Regions from separate parts of the Rattus norvegicus genome. Here region 1 is linked to region 2. A link is a contact called in public Hi-C data. All regions are on one chromosome and are shown on one strand. Each heading gives the region's core, a stretch centred on a gene start, on an enhancer-like site or on the middle of the called end of the contact. The rest is flanking DNA. Distances are from core to core; before and after follow the strand shown.

Region 1 (2,726 bases), core at 192-2,691, 110 kb before region 2:
GCAAGCCCATAAGCCAGGGGAGTACAGGAGAGCAGGTAGGCAGAGCAGGAAGCTGAGGGGTCGTACAAACAGAGCAAAGTGGGGTGAGGCTATAACCTCTTGGAGCCTCTCCCCAGCGACGTACATCTTCCAGCAAGGCTGCAGCACCTCCTCAAATAGTGCCACCAGCTTAAAGACAGTGTTCAAATTCTCAAGGGCGCATTTCCACAACTGAGGCTCCTTTCTCTGTGATAACTCCAGCTTGTGTCAAGTTGACACACACCAGTGAGAACATCCAGGGATGTGTTTAGTCACTTAACCTTCAGCTTCTCTATTGGATACAAATGCCCTGTCTTTCCTATTTAGAAAGCACACACAAGAAAGCTTTTCTTTACCACCTCTGTGTATGTAGAGACCACCCCGCCCCTGGCCCCCAATCTCCAGCATATCCATCAAGGAGACAAAGTTTGAGTTAATTCAGCAGTGGGAAGGAACAAGAACGTTTTCATGTTTCAGTGTAGGGAAGACAGGCTCTTGCTGAGAATTGGGTCTGGTTCTAGGGGAAACTTTTAAAGGAAGGAGTTTAAAGTGGAGGCTACGGCATGTGGTTTCAAAGTTTGTTTCTCGGGGTCTGCTGTTGTTTCCACTGTGTTGATGGGTCTTTGGGCCTTACAGGGCCAGTTCCAAGCTGTGAACTGGAGTGACCCAAGGCCGTGGAGCAGTTTCACAAAGGCAGAGGCTTCTCTGCTGTACGCACACTGACTGTGGGAGTTGACATTTGGTTCTCGGCTTTCAACACACTCTCCGGCCCCTTTCTCCTGTTCACAGCTAAACCTCCCCAAGCCATAGCTCTCCTTGCCGACCTCCTTCTGTCTCCTGGCCTGTCCAGTGCTTGGGTCTGCATTCACACCCCTAAAATAGCGTTCCTGAGTCTTTGGCAGTGTTCTTGTCTTTGACTCACGCTGCGACTCCCGCATCTCATAAGCACTGCTGCCTTCTCCTGAGAATCAGTCCTTGTCCTGGCTTCTTGGGCCGTGCCGTTCTCCCAGCCATCTTCCCCTCACTCCCCACGCCTCCTCGTCTTTGTAAATGCCTTCTCCTCTGCCCTGTCACTAGGTGTTATGTCTCTGAAGACTCAGGTCTTCTCCTAACTGCCTGCTCCTTCTGCGATGGTTGGACTCACTGACAGTGAAAGAGGAAGCACGTTTCCCGAGTGCATGGAGAAGGTGCAGCAGGCAGGGTTCAGTGCTTGAACTGCTGCTTTGTGTGGCCCAGTGGGCTGTGGCTGTTCCTGTCATGCAGGTGTCCTTTTAGTGGCTTAGTTTGTACCATGTAAATGAGGGCATTGGTCAATATTTGACTCTTGGCGAGGCCGGGTTTTTAGAGCAGTGGTTTTGTGGTATGAGGTCATGGTTAGCTGTGATTGGCTGTGCTCAGTCACTCCATTCATAATTGCTCCATCACCCCACTTTCTCCGGTGGCACTGCTGTGAACTCACATGGCTCCAGTCATCCATCTGTCTGTAGCACAGCCTGAAGCTCTGGACTCAGAGCAGCTGGCATCACCTCTGAGTGTCTTCTGAGCGCTTACAGTTTGCTCTGCAGACACTGGAATTGACATCATAACAAATGATTCCCCGACTGGGAGGGCACAAGGGTCTGCTTCCCACTGTGTTTCTCCTGTTTGGCTGTGTGGCCCGTGTGGCCCATTAGCTGCCACAGCATCCTTGTTTGTTTGTTTGTTTGTTTGTTTGTTTTGTGCAGTGGGTTGGTCCTGGTGCTGCTTCTATTCAGATGCTAAATGCTGGCTCCCATGGTCTGCTCCTCCTGTACACCAGCAGATGCTATACAAACCTCGCACTCCAATTTAACTGATCAACAGAAGGCTAGAGCCTCTACCTCTAGTACGTAGAGACAGGCGGGCTTTCATAGAGAGGAGACAGAAGAAAGGAGTCGGAGAGTGGAGGAGGCCAGCCATGAGAGGAGATGCCATGAGCACGTGGCCATGAAAACAGCAAGTAACAGGGGACATGGGCTAGGAAATAAGTTAGGATCGCTCCAAACTCCCAGTCTAGGCTGACAGCTTGTAAATAAAATGCCCGGACTGAGTGCCTTTTATTCAGGCCAGCTAGGATTTATGATTCACTTTACGGTTTTGTTGTCTGTGTTTCTGGAGACAGGGTTTCTTTGTGTAGTCCTGGCTGTCCTCGTGTAGACCAGGCTGGCCTTGAACTCACAGAGATCGGCCTGCCTATGCCTCCCAAGTGCTGGGATTAAAGATGTGCACCCAACATTTCTTTGCCTATGTCTTTCCTCTTCCTACACCAGAATCCTTGACTGTCTTCTACATGTTTTATTATGATACCTTGACACCTCTATGGCTGTGGTTGTCAAGCTTGGGGAAAAAATGCCACCTGGGTAAGCTGTGGAGTCCCAGATGCTCACCTCCAGGGATTCTGGAATTACAAGGAGTCTCAGTTTTACAAGCCCCATGGGTGATTCTGAGGACCGCATTTGGCAAGTGCTAGTCAAGTGTCTCTTTATTCTCCCCAGAAGGATCTGGTCTGGAATGGTAAATTGGTCTCTGGAAACTGTTTTTAGATTACTACTTATTTACTTAATTATGTGTCTGAGTGCTCTGCCTGCATGTATGTATAGCACGTGTGTGCCTAGTGTCTGCAGAAGTCAGCAGAGGGCATCAGATCCCATGTATGTATAGCACGTGTGTGCCTAGTGTCTGCAGAAGTC
Region 2 (2,707 bases), core at 44-2,543:
GACGAGCTTTCAGGAAGCTAGTGATCTCCACGCTCCGCTTTTTAACCGCTTCTTCCAACCCCCAACTCCCTGGCCAAAGCAGGAGTATGGTGCGTCCGTTCTGCTTAGTGCCGGGTTCGTGCACACATGTGGCCACACACTCCCTGGGCCTCTTCCCCTTTCAGATGTCCTAGTGGTTTGGGATTCTGCCCAGGAGCCCGGTATCTAATCAGAAGCAGGAAGGTGGGAGCGACCCCAATGGGGTTCCTGTGATCCGGACACAGCAAAGCTGGGCGTGCGTGGTGTCCATGATACTCACCGGGACCTCTGCAGCTGCTCCAAGGCGGTAGTGCTGCCACCCTGGCCTGACTGCTCCAAAGCGCAGTAGTTCTGCGAGTTCTGCCTGGAGAAGGCGATGGGCAGGATTCCCTGAGTGAACGAGTTGAGGCGGCCCCGACTGCCGCTCGCACTCCCGGGGGTCCCGGAGCCCAAGAAGCTGGCCGGTGGCACCTGCACGTTGGTGAAGGCATCGTCCTCCTCCAGTTCCTCCTGCCCTGCGCCTCCGGGCCCGTCAGGCAACTGCAGCTGAGCACCAGTGACGGCTGGGGCTGAGCGGGGCGGCTGAGATGGCTCTCCCAACACCCGGGGGACCAGGGACGGAGGCAGCGGGCAAGGGCTGGAACCGGAGCCGGCGATCCACGGCGCGGCCGCCGTGCCCGGTGCTGAGAACGCGTTGCAGCCGGCGGCCAGCAGGCTGAACCGAGCTCTTGCTCCGGGCTTGGCCGCGCCGCCCTCCTCGCCGCCGCCCCACTCGTGGTCCTGCAGCGGCGGCCGTCCGTCCAGAGAAATGTTGGTGAGGAAGGACAGAGCAGCCTGGCGGCGCCGCGGGTCCATGCGCGGCTTACGGAGAGGTTCGGGCGGCGCGGTGGCGGGAGGCGGCGGCGGCTGCACCCCGCCGGTGGCCGCGGCGTCCGTGCCGCCGCCGCGACTGCTGCTGCTGCTGCTGCTGCTGCAAGCGGCCGTGCCCGCGGTGGCGGTCGCCGCCGCCATTGTGTCCGTGTGCGGCGTCAGTTCCGCGGTGCCGGAGAAGCGAGTGGCGGGTGCCGAGTGCTAAGCGGCGGCCGCGAGCCCCGGCGACCCGGGCTGGGCAGGGCGCGGGGCGCGGGCGGTGTGCGAGGCGGCCCTGCCCTCCCGCGGGCGGGCCATGCTCGGCCCTGGGCGCTCGGGCGCCGCTGGGACCCACACGCGCCTGGCTCACCCTCCGCGTCCGGGACCCACGCGCGCCTGGCCGGGCCCTCCGTGCCGCGCGATCACGAGCTCCCGGCCGGGCGGTCCGTATTTATAAGTGCGCGCGCCCCGCGCTCGCGCTCCAGAGCGCTCTTTGCAATAACACAGTATCACGTGTGGGGAAAGAGACCTGGGAGGAAAACAAAGCCGCAGGCGGAGGCCGCAGCGGCGGGAGGCGACCGCGCAGGAGGAGGTGAAAGAGGAGGAGGGAGGCAGAGCCCAGGCGCGTGGCGGGGCGGGGGCTCATCGGGCCCATCCCCACGGTCCCAGCTATTCCTGGGGCGCGCGGAAGCCAGGTGCTGGAGGCGAGCACGTCACCCCTGTACGCTCGGGCGGAGAGCGGCGGGTGTCTCTAGAGTCCGGTGAGCCGCAGCCCAGGCTTGTGCTCCTGGAAGAGTTATGGGGCGACCACCTGGAGCCTTTGCACCTGACCCAATAACCAAATCTGGCGTTACCCATGGGCCTGGACACACCGGTTCTTGTTAACAGTTACGTGGGAGTCCTCTGTGGACAACCCCACGGAAAGTGCCGCTAATCACTGGGATGTGACCCCACTATTTCTCAGACCCAGGGGGAGGCTGCCAAGCTGTAAAGGCACCTACCTAGTTGCTTGGGTGTGTGAGCGCCTTCTATTTGGCCCAGCTGGTTGGTTAATATACACACCCCTGATACTCTTAGCAAAGGACAGCTGGGGTTTTCACTCGGTCTCTGAAAATGTATTGCGCTTTCCGTGAAGATCTGAGCAGGTTAAAATAATCTTACACTCAAATGTCTGCGAGTCTTTTATTCTTCTATAAACGGACTGATATTCTTCTGTTTGGCCCCTGGTTATATGTTCCGGAAAGATGAGTTCCTGCCTAGGGACACAGTGACTCTGGGTCTAAGAAGAACCAGCCCCAACCCCAACAAGTGCTTTTAAGATGAGCAACTTCTGGACTGCCCAGCCACTTCCGAAGGCCCCCGCTGAGTTCTCTAGGCGTGGGTGACTTACTACATACTGTATGGAACAATTGTCACCCTGAATTAGGCTCTGTGACACCTAAGAAGACGTGCGATACTTCTCTAAGGAAGAAGAAAAGTATTTAGGATGAACGGATTAATTTAATTAGAGGTTTAAATTTAACCTTGGAACTAATGGGTAACTCTACTTTGAAATTCCACTCCTTTTCAAGTTCAGCAGAGTAAATTATGTAGCGGAGGGCAAGCGTACACGGCTTGGAGATGTGCGGCCAACCCATTGGAGATAGGCGGGGTTTGGATTACAAGTACAGGGACAAACAGGTCTCGTGGCTGTTTGTAGGAACAATTGTTTATATTTCATTCTGGGCCATATTTAGGCCTTATGTCTGCTGCCGACTCACGTTAAAGCCCAGTGACCAACTCTGAATTTCATTAGGTTTTTAATATTTTAACTACCTTGAAACTTCAAGTCACTTTATTA

Evidence for each region. A called contact is a pair of places that touch in the nucleus more often than the background predicts.
Region 1: a Hi-C map of kidney shows a contact between it and region 2, with 3 times the contacts expected there. The contact joins the enhancer-like site here to the promoter of Cables1 in region 2. A contact is called at or near these places in 3 of 12 Hi-C or Micro-C datasets (hepatocytes, kidney and psoas muscle).

What each region holds. Positions count from the first base shown.
Region 1 is chr18:3,462,881-3,465,606 of GRCr8, reverse strand. All of the region lies in intron 14 of Tmem241 (transmembrane protein 241), which reads left to right. Among named protein-coding and RNA genes, the nearest start is that of Cables1, 110 kb to the right of the region's middle. Within about 2 kb of position 1,441, at least 34 of the 93 cell types and tissues checked have an H3K27ac peak or open chromatin away from gene starts, as enhancers often do. A contact at or near this core is called in hepatocytes and kidney, where this site is marked.
Region 2 is chr18:3,350,238-3,352,944 of GRCr8, reverse strand. It overlaps Cables1 (Cdk5 and Abl enzyme substrate 1), which reads right to left and starts at 1,293. Exons shown (of 10, transcript NM_001415691.1): 1 at 299-1,293. The coding sequence starts at 1,029.